Linked DNA regions of Mus musculus: region 2 is linked to region 1. A link is a contact called in public promoter capture Hi-C data. All regions are on one chromosome and are shown on one strand. Each heading gives the region's core, a stretch centred on a gene start, on an enhancer-like site or on the middle of the called end of the contact. The rest is flanking DNA. Distances are from core to core; before and after follow the strand shown. Region 1 holds the start of Wnt6 (wingless-type MMTV integration site family, member 6). Region 2 overlaps Gm32275 (a long non-coding RNA gene).

The links. Promoter capture Hi-C pulls out the DNA fragments that hold promoters and counts their contacts.
Region 2: a promoter capture Hi-C map of embryonic stem cells shows a contact between it and region 1. The contact joins the enhancer-like site here to the promoter of Wnt6 in region 1. A contact is called at or near these places in 21 of 39 promoter capture datasets (the 3T3-L1 cell line, 3T3-L1-derived adipocytes, the C10 cell line and 12 more), 4 of 15 datasets of contacts at CTCF or cohesin (CD8 T cells, the NIH/3T3 cell line, large pre-B cells and 1 more), 84 of 484 Hi-C or Micro-C datasets (3T3-L1-derived adipocytes, the AML12 cell line, the AtT-20 cell line and 58 more), 24 of 115 datasets of contacts at active chromatin or transcription factors (the 230-238 cell line, CD8 T cells, the SCID.adh cell line and 14 more) and 3 of 9 other capture datasets (adipose tissue, liver and pancreatic islet).

What each region holds. Positions count from the first base shown.
Region 1 is chr1:74,768,373-74,775,048 of GRCm38.p6, forward strand. It overlaps Wnt6 (wingless-type MMTV integration site family, member 6), which reads left to right and starts at 3,520. Exons shown (of 4, transcript NM_009526.3): 1 at 3,520-3,850. The coding sequence starts at 3,774. Gm29539 (a long non-coding RNA gene) reads right to left here. Exons shown (of 3, transcript XR_373524.4): 3 at 6,571-6,676.
Region 2 is chr1:74,819,899-74,826,390 of GRCm38.p6, forward strand. Gm32275 (a long non-coding RNA gene) reads right to left here. Exons shown (of 3, transcript XR_373533.3): 2 at 5,462-5,588; 3 at 629-2,466. Among named protein-coding and RNA genes, the nearest start is that of n-TGgcc3, 6.3 kb to the left of the region's middle. Within about 2 kb of position 4,998, at least 46 of the 459 cell types and tissues checked have an H3K27ac peak or open chromatin away from gene starts, as enhancers often do. A contact at or near this core is called in brain, cerebral cortex, cortical neurons and 5 more, where this site is marked.

The sequences.
Region 1 (6,676 bases), core at 2,270-4,769:
CTGAGGAAAGAAGGGGGGGGGGCACAACAGAATGATTTAGAGACCAAACTCTGTACATGGGGGAGACATGAAGACACAAGAAAGTAGAGAGAGAGAGAGAGAGAGAGAGAGAGAGAGAGAGAGAGAGAGAGAGAGAGAGAGCGACCAGTGGAGGCAGAGCACTCTGCTTTTGCCTGCAGCAGTTCTGATGTTATCTGTCTCCAGCTGCCTCTCCCCCCTCCACAGTCCCCACCTCTGCCTCTCCTTCCTCTTCAACCCCACAGCCAGACACCCAAGTCTCCCCTGCAGGGTCTTTGTACCAGAGCCTAGCGGTGAGTGGAATTTACAGGTTCACAGGGGTGGAGTGAGCCCACCACAGTCTCAACTCACCGCTTACCTCTGTACCACTACCTCTTCTGCTTCTCTATATGGACATATATGCAGAGGCCCTGTGTGTGTGTGTGTGTGTGTGATTGTGCATACATGGGTGTGGCCGTCATGGTGGTTGGCATAAATTTCACCCCCAGCAAGGCCACCATGTCTCCCCCCCATCTGTATCTGCTCATGAAAATTAACTATCATTGTGGAGGGGTGGGGGAGTTAAGGGTGTGATTTCTGTGGGGTTGTCCATTTGTCTGTGTGCATCTGATAGCATGTCTGAGTGTGCATGTTTGCACACATATCTGATGGTATGTCTGAGTGTGCATGTGTGCACACATATCTGATGGTATGTCTGAGTGTGCATGTGTGCACACATATCTGATGGTATGTCTGAGTGTGCATGTGTGCACACATATCTGTAGCTGTTTGTATGTCTCAATTCTTCAGCTCTGCTCTCTGGGGGAAAAAAATCTACTAAGGTAACAGTGACTTGACACTTTCCAGACCCTCCAAACTTGTGTCTCTGAAGGTTTGAGGGGACAAAAAAGACAAAGGTGTTCAATCTGTCTCTGTTCTGATAATACATAAATGGGGAGCACCTATGGGGAGCACCTGTGGGCAAGGCAGGGTAATCCCAGACCCTGGTTTCCCCAGATGACAAATGCCAATACCTTGGAACCAAAGTTCTGGAACAGGGGCTCCAGAAGGTCTACCCTGGCCTTCCCTGTTCTGATGCTTCTGCAAGGCAGTGTTTGTCAAGTGATTCTGGAGTGGGACTCTGGTGGGGAAGGATGGATGAAGGGTAGGAGAGCCCAGGGATGGCTAAAGATTCTGCAAGATCTGGCTGGAGCACATTGCAGGAGGGGTGGGACCAACTGTGTGTGTTTAGAGGAAAGGTGGGGGGTGGGGGCAGAAAGGCTGCCTGCGGGGGAGCAGGCTTCTTGGCAAACGCCCCAGTTTCCTGAGCTGATCCCTGCTCCCTGCCACTGCTCCCAATTCTGTTGTTTCAATAACATCATTTTTATCCACCCCACAGAGAGACGGTGTCTGGGGGGGGGGGGCGAGGGGGCAGGGATAGGACACGGGGGACACGGGGGTGGGGTGGGGAGGCTGGAGAACCAAGAAAGCCTAGGGTCTGGAATCAACAAAGAGTAGATTTGGGGCGCTCCCTTCTCAGGGCTATCCCAGAGCCCAGGTCCCCTGATGACAAAGACAAATACATTAAAATTCTTGCCTCAGAGAAGAATGCAGGACAGGGAGAGCATTTCATAATCTGCAATAACAGTAGCAGGCTGGGTAAGGGGCTTGAAACTAAGACACTGGATCCCAGGGAGCTGGTCATTGGCCCACCTGCACCTTCTGGAGACACCATACACCTCCTAGCTGCCAGGTTGGCACCAACTCTAGCCCCAGTATTCACTCGGCCTGGTATATCCTTGAATGAGCTATGCCCACGGGTGTGGTGGTGTCCACAGTGCTTGGCACTAGTACTAGTATGAAAGGCTGTGTACAAAATTGCTATGTGCTGGAGCGGTGCAGTGCATGAGAAAGGAAGAAACGTAGGTTGGTCCAGTGTCTGGCTGAGCGCTGTCTCCTCTCTCTGCTCCTTTCCTTCCCCAGAGGGCCTCACACTCTGCAAATCTCCTTATTCAGGACCTTTGACACCCAGAATCCTCATTAGGACTCCCAGAAAACCCAAGGCCTTATTTGTTTGTGTCTAGGCTCCGGTTTTTCCATCCCTTCTCCCTGCTATTCATCTTCTTTCCTCAGATCTGCTCCCCCTCCTGATGTAGGCATCTGTGGCCTTCTCCTGCCTTCTTTCTGGTCCCCCAGTCTCATCTTTGCCCATTTGCCCCACTCTCTGGACGACTCTCTGGACCGGCCCTCCTCTTTGCTCACCAGCGGTGTTTGTCTATCTTGGCACTGTTCTCCGTTTCCACTTCTAAATTCCTCCCCACCCCAAACGACAAGGAACTTTCCCCTCTGGTGTGAAATTTCTGCCACGTGGGCTTAAGGTCCCCTGTTTAAGGTTGATGGGCCCTCTAGATAGCGGTGGCGGGGAAATTGGCTCCTGCTTCGGAATGTCCGCACCACCTGTCCCTCTGCACTCCTGGGGCACGTCGGGGGGCCTCTGCCCCAGGCCAGAGCAGCAGAGGCTGCCGCCCGCTGCCAGCCGCTTGGCTTGATGAATGGAGCTGTCCCTCCTCCCCACGAGGCCTTTGATCTCCCCCCGTGGGGAGGGGGTCAGGGGCATCAAAGACATTTTTGTGGCATTAGAGAATCAGATAAACGCCATCTCACCTGCAGCTGGCTCTCCCACCCCTTCTGCCCTGGCCAAGTTGGGGGAGGAACTTGAGGCTCCAGGAACCCGCGGACAAGTGAGACCTGACCACAGCCAGCGCTGACCCCTCTTCTCTTGGAAGTCAGCAACCTCGGCCCTCCGCCACGTTTATGAGTAGCGAATACTGGAGCGCAGGCCCTGGAGAGGTTCCACTTGCTGTCTTATCTCCCCCACACTGTCCGCCCCCAACATCGGCTGGCTGCGGCTGCAAGGCTAGGGAGCTAGAACCCAGGCCTCGGGCTCGTTCCCTTGCTGGGACAGAGGCTGAAGAAGGGGCAAAAGACGCGGGAGTTGGTAACGCCTCCTAAGTTCGTTGGGCTGGCGATCCAGTTGGACAGCCTTCTACCGAGCATCCTGCGCCCCCGGCCGACTTCCTCCCTGGCCCCCATCTGTATATCCCTACGTACTGTTCCCTCCCCCCAAACTCCCTCATTCCTGGGAAGTTTTCTCTCTTTACAGTCAACAAACCTGTCAAACGTCTCCCAGCCAGTCCCCCTTCCCCAGTTCTTCCTCCCTCCCCCCCTTACCCTTCTCGACTATTCATCCCGCCCCTCCATGCCCCAGGTCCAGGGATGGCAGGGGACAACCCCGCAGAGGCTAGGAGAGGGGCAGGCGGGCGGGACCCGCACCCGTGAGCGCGCGGCCCCGCCCCAGCACCCGCCCTCCGCTGCGCTCTGCGCCCGCCGCCCCGGGGCGCACGGCTCCCTCCCAAGAGTCCCGCCGCCTGACTGTCGCAACTGCCACCCCCGTGGCCCCCCTGTCCCCCTCCCCCGCCCACGCTTCGGCCCCGCTCCCCTCCCACCCCCGCCCCCGGCTCTGATTTCTTCTCTCCAGCGAGCTCCGCAGGAGACACAGGCGCTGGCTGCTGGGTCCGCTCTCCGCCTCCGCCGCGCCCTCCTCGCCCGGGATGGGCCCCCCCGCCGCCACCGCCGCCGGAGCCCTAGTCTCCGGGCCGCCGCCTCGGTCGCCGCGTTTGCCCTGAAGCCCGGTGCCCGCGCGCCCCGGCTCACCCCGCAGCTTCACTCCCCACCCCCAGCCGCCTCCCCGGCCAGACTGCGGTAGAGCTCTCAGGATGCTGCCGCCGGTGCCCTCCCGCCTCGGACTGCTGCTGCTGCTCTTGTGCCCCGCGCACGTCGATGGACTGTGGTGGTGAGTGCTGAGTGGGACTGTCTCCCGCGCAGCTCCAAACACCAGAGGGTGGGGACCCAGAGCCAGTCTTGGGACTTGGCACAGCGATCCTGCTGCCTTCAGGCTCTACCCGCTCCAGGATCCCAGCTATCGGGAGGTTGCACCGGGACCCTCGCAGACAGTTCCTTTCGGGTCTCTGCCCGAGCACTTCTGAAGTGCCACTTTGACGTTCTGTACCCCTGGATACTCTATTGTGTTTTCTTCCCGTATAGTCTTCCTTCCCCCAAAGAAATGTGTCCAATTCGCATCATCAAGGAGTTGGCAGATAGGTAGGGAAGAGCTGTTGGACATCATGAAATCCATAGTGAGAGATTGGGTGAGAACGGGGTGAGGAGGGGTGGGGACGGGCGAGAAGGGCCCTCGAGCTAGATTTGGGGAACAGACAGGAACAAGGTGGAAAGCTCTAAGACAGAGAGAGTCAAACGGCTGCCTCTTGCCCGCGCCTCATTGCCTACCACCTCACCATTGCTGGCCCCTTCAGCATTGGCAGTAGTACAGGAATAGGGAATGCAAATGGGGAAACTGAGTCAGGACTCTGACTTCTCTGCTTTTCCCATAGCGAGTAAGAAAGACAGAGGGGAGATCCCGGAGGCCCTCTCTTCCAGAACTGGGAAGTAAGGAATTTTTTTTTTTTTTTTAATGTGTAGCGGAGGAGGTGTAGGAACTCTTGAGAGCGATCTGATGAAGCCAGTAGGAGCCTGGCCAGCCGAGAGATGGGGTAAATTCTCAGATCCGAACTCTGGGATTTAGCCAGAGCAGACACCTAGACTTCGAGGGTTTCCAAAGCTTTGAGCCTTGAGGGGAAGGACAGAGGAGGGGCAGCGGGGGTGGGGGGCGCCAGGACAACTCAGATCCAAATCTTCAAGACTTTTTTCCTCTTAGTTTTTTAGAGCCACAAACACCCGCCCGGAATAGTTCAGTGTTCAGAGAGGAGGAGGAGGGATTTGGGCAAGAGTGCTGATAGATTAGCCAACCCTAAGAAAGCAAGGACTTCTACATTTGCATATAGCCCCGCCATTGGCTGAATTTCTACCCTCTCAGCCCTCTCACCCGCCTTCGCGGCTTTGGACCCAGGGGTGGGGCAGGCCCATCCCTCTCTTCAACAGAGATTGAGTACTATGCCCACACAGGAAGCTGCTGGCCGCTATCCTTCCGCGACGCGGGAAAGACATCCTCGTGGGTGTCAGTGAGAGGGCTAATACAAGATCCAGGTTCGGGTTAGGAAACATGCGCCTTGAGTTCTTGCTGCAACGCAGTATTTAGCAGTTTTGACAGATGTATCTAATCCCAGTTTAATCTGTGGTCTTGGGTGAATCATTTTCCCACCTTGACCTACAAACTCTCAGCTTTTAAAGAACAATCTCCCTATGTGGCAGGCTTGCCAGGAGGGCTGTGGGGGAAGATCTATAAAATGATCTGACATTAGGAGCCCTCTTCCCAGTCCAGCCTCTCATCTCCCAGGTCTCCTTAGGATGAAAAGTGGGGTTACTTTCAATTCAAAATAAAGAGTAAAAAATAAAAATAAAGTAATGTTTGGCCGTGAGCTCGCTCGCTCTCTCTCCTCCCACTTACACACCTTTCATAATTTTGCCCCTTTTCAATATGTAGGACAGTGCTATCCTTTCTCTCTCGTTCTTCCTCCCCCATTGGTCTAAATTGTTCTTTCTTACAATTAAAATCCCACTTCCTCCATGAAGCTGTCATTCTCCCCACCACCACCACCCTGTCCTTGAGGCTCCCATTATGCCCTAAGCAACTATGCATTTACCGCACTTTACTGACAATTGTCTTCTCTGGAATGTTTTTGCCCTGTTCCTGGAAGGCAAAGCCTTTGTCTGGAGAGCCCTAGAAGCCCCGGTTAGTCTAGGTGCTGGACACAGGTTTATGGAGTGTTGCTTTCTGGATTTGTATCTGTGAAGATCCCTTTGTTCAGGAAGGACTGCTGGGTGGGAGCCAAGCCAACGGCAGAGGGGCCTGGGCCCTCCGGAGACTGACCCTGAGGCTTCGAATCTGGGAGTGGGGGAGGAGGTGAGGAGGGCAGGTGTGGGAGAACACAGGGGCCTTCATGGCCACAGCTGCAGTGAAGAGTGAGAGGCCAGGGTGATAAGATGACCAGCGAATGCTTCTCTCAGATGTGTCTCCGAGAGAACCTGCTCCTCCCACCTGCCTCGGCCCCTCTCTGTCTATTTCTGACACTTAATTCCTTTGGTCTGAGCCCAGGCTGACTTTCACATGGTCTTTGCCTCTCTGCTGATGCTGCTGTCCTAACGTAGGCCTCCTGGTATGGGCTAGCGGGTAGATCGTGTTGGGTGGTTAGCTTGAAGTTCTTGACATTTTCTACCCTACCTCCTCCCTGTTAGAGCTGGGTTCTTCAGGACTGGGGTTCAGGCCCTGCATCACTGACCACCTTCTTTCCCTTCCTTCTCAGGATGATGGCCAGGCCAGAAACTCCATGGGTGGTCAGCAAAGCAGTGTGATCTATGGCAGCCATTTCCACAATCTAGCTGTGGTCAGGATAGGGGCCAAGAGGACTCCAGGGCCTCTGAGTGACTTGACTGCCCAGGTCACTAAAAGAAGGTCCTGGAGAGTGGCCCAGGCCTTGGATTCGCTCAGGGACCAGGCTGCTGGTTCCAAAGAAGTTTTTCTTTCACCTTTCTTTTCCACTCCACCTCCTCCCAGTGCAACGCAAGATTTCTATTTTTAATTTTTCTTGTTTAGTTTTGAGACAGGGTCTTGCTATGTAGCAAATGCATGCCTTCTAAACTCTGCCGCCAGCCTCTGTGTATT
Region 2 (6,492 bases), core at 3,748-6,247, 53 kb after region 1:
GGAGGAGGGAGCCTCAACCGAGGAAACGCCTCCATGAGATCCAGCTGTAAGGCATTTTCTTAATTAGTGATTGATGAAGGAAGACCTAGCCCATTACGGGTTAGCTGGTGGTCCTGGGCGCCATAAGAAAGCAGGCTGACTAAGCCACGAGGACCAAGCTAAGTAGGCCCCCTCCATGGCCTCTGCATCCACTCCTACTTCCAGTTTCCTGCCCTGTTCTGATTTTCTTTGGTGATGAACAGTGATATGGAAGTATAAGCCAAATAATCCCCTTCCTCCCCATGCCTTGGTCATGGTGTTTCGTCACAGTAACAATAAACCCTACCTAGGACAGATGGATATAAACAAATATAAGCAAACATTTAGAAGGTAGTTTGGCATGTCTTCCACAAAACAACAATAGTCGTTTCCCTGCTACTAGCCATGGGCTAGTAGGTTTACAGTACCAGTCGTGAATTTCTCCCATGGATGGAGCTTCAAATCCAATTGGACAGTAGTTAGTTATCCCAAAACGCTCGTGCCACTGTTTCACCAGTGGGCGATCCATAGAGTTCTGTTTGGTTGGTTGGTTTTTTTGAGGCAGGGTTTCTTTGTATAGCCCCAGCTATCCTGGAACTTGCACTGTAGACCAGGTTGGCCTCTAACTCACAGAGATTTGCCTGTCTCTGCTGGGATCAATGGTGTGTGCCACCACCTGGCTGGGAAAGCTATAGTTTCAAATAACTCTTGCTGGTTTATTATTAGCTGTTAGTATCTTGCTGATGCTACTAATCTGTTGGCTGGGGTTCTTTTATTCGACCCAGATAGAAATTAGAGTTAAAAATCTGTGGTGGCACATACCTGTAATTCCAGTACTTGGGAGGTAGAGGCAGGAGGATTAAAGGCTACAAAGTGAATTTGAGGTCAACCTGGGCTACATGAAACTTAGGAAGGGAGGAGGAGGGGGAAGAGGAAGAGGAGGAAGAGGAGAAAAGAAAATAAATACAAGAATCAATTGTGAGTCAGAGAGGAAACATTAGCCCAGTGCTGGCCATCCTGGCCTTTAAAGCACTCAAGGTCTAGGGCTTGGGACTCCATTAAGCCCTGAGAGTTAGGGGCCTATGCTACAGAATTAGAATCAAGAAATTTATGGGCACATCTTGAAGGCTTAATGTTCTGGCTTTTAAGTGCTGGCATTCAGCAGCCGTTGTAAACTGTTGGCTTTAGCAGCAATGAGAGGCAGTGGCTTCCGTTCTTGAGCAGGCCTTACATGCTGTGCCCGTCAGCTCTACAGTAGTAAGTATTGCATCTCTGGAACTAGGGTGTTGAGACCCTTGACCCTTAAACCTTGGCTTCTCCTTAGTGACTAGGGCCTGTAACTTCTTGTCCTTAAGCTTTTCCCAGCCCTCAACACCTCTGTTTCCTGTTGTTTCTGGCCTGACCACTATCTAGAACTCTGGCTGTCTTCTCAAGGCTCCTGCTGCTGTTGTTCCTGCAACTGCTATGCCCACTGACACCACTCTGCTGCCATGTCTGTCACCCTCTCTTCGTGTTACGAGCTCAACTTATTCTATTAATTATGAAGGTCGGTAGTAGGCAAGGAAAGGCCACTGGAGAGAAGCCACTTATTGAGCCTAATGTTATAGCGTGGCGAAGGGCTCAGCACAGGGAGGTGTCTACCTAGTGACTCAAAAAGTTATCTAAGAGCCTGCTCATGTAGCTAGAAAGAGGTCTGTTAGATGCTGTCCTTCTCATTGTGACTAAATACCTAGTAGAAACAGAGGAGTGGGGTTTAGTTTGGCCCTGTCACAACCAGGAAGGCATGGCAGAGTGGCTCTTCTGTGACAGGTTGTAGTGTAGGCTTGTTCAATGTGGTTACCAACCAGAAAGTGGAGAGTGATACTGGAAGTCAGGCTGTCTATCGCCCCAAAGACCCGCCCATCTGTGACCCTCATCCACCAACCAGCCCTAACACCTGAAGATTCCACAACCATACACAACGGTGCTGGTATCTGGGACAAGGTATTAAAAACATGTGAACCTCTGGGGGGACATTTCAGATTCAAACCATAAGGGAACAGGTCAAGGCTATCTGTGCCAAACATGACAGTCCTTCACTCAAACTCTGAGCCACATCTGGCACCAGTCACCGCAGCCCGCAGTAAAGGTAGAGGCATGCACTAATACCAGCAGTTGTCCCCTTCTTACACCACCAGGGCAGATTATCTCTTCTGGCAGGAGTGGAAATGGCTGTAGGGACTTCTAGAGTTCCTCAAGGTCTGTGATGGTGAAAAGTCTGGTGCAAGCTGCTTTGAAGCAGTCACAAACGGGAGGGTGCCTTCTAGGCCTGGAGTTGTCTGCCGGCAGCAAGCAGCTGTGGTTGCTGTGCAGCTTCCTCAAGGCACTGACAGAGTGTTCCAAGTGGCCGGTGCTGGGGTGGAGACTGTTGGCCTCACTGCGTGGAGGACAGTCCTTTGCCCAGGACAACTGAAACACCAGGGAAGGATGTAAAATCATTAATTAGAGAGTCATATTGCCCCAACCCCCATCTTAGCTTTTTAAAAGGAAACATGGGGTGGTTACAATAAAAGCTTATTGTCAACATTTTTAACAACAGTTAACAATAACAATTTTAACAGTATCTCATGGGGCTCCTTAGCTGCTACTCCAGTACCTCAGGGAGAGGTGGTCCTCTCTAATCTGTCTCATTGTGACTGATTTAGAAATTTAAATCTATTATAGGTATGCATATATAAGGGGAAACATAGTATGTATAGGGACTGGCACTGTGTGCAGCTTTGGAACCACCAGGGGCTGTAGAATATCGCCTGGGGATAAGGACTGTACTACCGTAATAACACATTTTGATCAATCACAAAGAGAGAAAAACTGAATGAGTTTCCTATTTTCTCCAAGGATGAAAATAATGTAAAATTGTGGTTGTCATTGATGTGTCATTAAAGATGGGACTTAGAAAGATGTCTCAGAGGTCAAGAGCAATTCCTGTTCTTCCAGAGGACCTGAGTTTGGTTCTAGGCATCCACACTGGGCAGCTCACTTCTGCCTGTGACTTCTAGAGCCAAGGAATCCAGTTAAGTGGAAGCTTCTAGTTTACTTGGGAAGTTAGTTGTGTCAGCTGATTGTTTGCTGGGGCAGGCAGGTGAAAGGGTGCCCTGGTAAAGCAGACTCGTGAAAGAACGTTTTCCTGAAGCAGACACAGAGGATGTTCTGATACAGCAAACACGTGAAAGGACCTGTGATGAAGGAGTATGAATATGACCCCCCCCCCCCGACAGTGGGAGGCGAGCAGTGAGCTCCGCTACCCCAGTATTCTTCAATGACGACATGCATGTATTGGTTTGCCTTACATAGCTTTGTTGAGCTCAACTGGTGGTAAGGACGCCATTGAGAGAAACTCAGTGACCTAGAATAAGAACTTCTTGTGAGGCTCCTTCAGCACCTTGCTGCTTCCGAGGCCTCTCCTCCGGCCAGTTGGTATTCACGCTTGCTGTCTGCCTGAGGAAAGGACTGGACTGCAGCTGCTGAGTCATATTTGGTGTTTGCTGTGGGACTGAGCTGCTGCCCAAGATGAGCTCGCCCCCAAAGGGCTCTTGCTGAACAGGTCCACTTCCCCCAAATCCTAATGACTTTTCTCTTCCACTACCTCTGCTGGGTAGTGGGCTAGAGGAGAGGTTGAACCCTTATTAAAAGTAGGTTGCAGCCAGGTGTGGTAACGCACTTCTTTAATCCCAGCACTCGGGAGGCAGAGGCAGGCAGATTTGAGTTCGAGGCCAGCCCGGTCTACAGAGTGAGTTCCAGGAGAGCCAGGCCTATACAGAGAAACCCTGTCTTGAAAAACCAAAAAAAAAAAAAAAAAAAAAAAAAAAAAAAAAAAAAAAGTAGGTTGCAAAAAATGCAGTCCAGTGCCCTCTTCTGGCTTCCATGGGTGTCTGCACACATGTGGCTCATACTCACCCAGATACAGGTACACATAAATAAAAATAAATATTAAAAAAAGATTAAAGACTGTGCAGCTTAGCTCAGTACAGTGGAGTGCATCTGTTGTCCCAGCTGCTTGGGAGGTCTGAGAGTTGAGGCCCAAGTGACAGCCAGATCCTGTTTTAAACAAAGATTGTGTGGTGGTTTTCCTATATGTTGACCCTCAGCTCTGGGGCTTTGGGTGTAAATTTTTCTTGTATAAGTGAACGTTCAGATTTTGTATCTACTTTTGTATTTTTGTGCTTATATCCTCCCACCCCAAGGTGGCTTCTCTGTGTCGCCCTGGCTTTCCTGGAACTTTCTTTGTAGACCAAGGCTGTGTTCATATTCTTTTTCTTTTCTTTTCTTTTCTTTTTTTTTTTTTTTTTTTTTTTTTGGTTTTTCAAGACAGGGTTTCTCTGTATAGCCCTGGCTGTCCTGGAACTCACTTTGTAGACCAGGCTGGCCTCAAACTCAGAAATCCGCCTGCCTCTGCCTCCCGAGTGCTGGGATTAAAGGCGTGCGCCACCACTTTTTCTTAAGGAGCTCATTGAAATTGGGTGAGCTCTGGCCTCACAGAATGTAGATCTCTTCTTGCATGTCTGTCCCCTCCTTACATCTGTCAGTAGGTCAGGGCATGTGTTTTCTCTTCATTTTTGAGATGATGGACACTCAGAGAAGTTACATTGCTTGCCCATAGTTTTGCCTATGGCTGGAGAAAACTCAACTAGAAACCAATCTTTTCAGTTCTGAGTTCAGACATTTAGTCACACCCGTGGCAAGCACCTTATTCCAGAATTTCCCACTGTCTTAGGTGTCGAGGGTTGGGTTCTAGGTTGTAGGGACCTAATGAGAGGCCTGGTAAAGCCACAGGGAACACTTTGTGTTTTCTGTCCTGTGCAGCCTTTCTTTGTCCTCCTTTCTCCTTCAGCAATGGAAGGCATCTGGTGGGAGCTGAGAGCATGAATTTTCCCTCTGTCAGGGTGAGCAATTCTTGAACAGACTCAGAATGGACCGGTGAGCGGTGAGCCGGCTGTGCGTGAATATGCATAGGAACATGTCTTTGTTACTTTTTAAGCCAAGTGTATTTTGGGCCCGTTTCCCTGGAGACATAGGGCGGAAGAAGAGGCCTTGCAGAGAGAGATGCCGTTTGCGACACTTGCTTTCCAGCCCCCTCCAGTCAGTCCCGGGCTCCACCTGCACTGAGTTTTCCAAGGTCACTAACTTTCCTTTGTTGCAGAGTCCAACTTTTTAAGCCCTAATCTTTCCAGGCTTTCTCCAGCTGTCAGCGTTCTTTTCAAATGTAAATCTGATCTACCTTCTCTAAAACCCTTCTGTGGCTCCTACGGCTCTGCAGGGAGACTGAGACAATTGGTTGCAGACTCCCAGTGTCTTCCCAGTGCCCACTGGGAGCTTTCTTTTCTCTGATGAACCTGTGAACCGTGCTCTTCCCTGACGGGGGCTTTTGCACGCATTCCTTCAGTCACTATTTAATTTTACTTACCATTTGTGAGACTTTTGTTTGGTGTTGGAGTTAACAACAGCCAATAGAGCAGTCAAGGGCTGGTGAGAATCCAGGGAAGGACGTTTGCAACCAAGTCTGATGATTGAAGCAGGATGGAAGGGATGAACTGACTCCCAGGCACAGATGTAAACAAACAAACAAACAAACAAATAAATAAATAAAAGAAAAAACAGGCAAGAGCTTTATCGTTATGGACCTTTCTATCAAAAGTGTTTGATTTTTTAGAATGTTCTTCCTTTTATTTCTGTAAACATCTCTCTCTCTCTCTCTCTCTCTCTCTCTAGGTTAGAGGACTTGGTCTGGTTTCTCCTTTCACCATGTGGGTTCAGGGATCACCATCAAGCTTGGCAGGAAGGCTTTTACCAGCTGAACCGTGCTGAGGCCCCATGTCCTTTGATTTTGTTTTGTTTTGTTGTGTTGAGACAAGGTTTCTCTGTGTAGCACGTTGTAGCTCTGTAAACCAGGCTGGCCTCAAACTCAGATTTGCCTTCCTCTGTTTCCCAGTGTTAGGATTAAAGTCATGTACCACCAAGCCAAGCTGGTTTGTTTGTTTGTTTGTTTTTTGTTTTAATTACAAGTTTTGTTTAGTTTAATTACAAGTTATTTACTGATGTTTAAATAATAATAACTTTATTGGCATAACTCCCATACTCTGTAACTTACATATAAGTATACAGTTCCGTTTAGAACATTTGGTTGTGCAGCCATCACATTTGAGACTGTTGATTCCACCAGAAACTTTGTATTCATTTATAGTGTTCTACTGCTGTGAAGAGACCATGGCAACTGTCCTTCTAGAGAGCATTTAATTGGCGCTTGCTTACAGTTTCAGAGGTTTAGTCCATTCTCCCCATTGGTTAAGATCAGTGTGTTGCTCCTGCACAGAACCCTAATATGGTGCCCAGCATGCATGTGGCTGCTCAAAACTCTGTAATTCCAGGCACCTCAGGACACTGATCCACATGTGGGTTTCTCATACACATAAAGTGAAAACCAATCTTAAAAAGAGA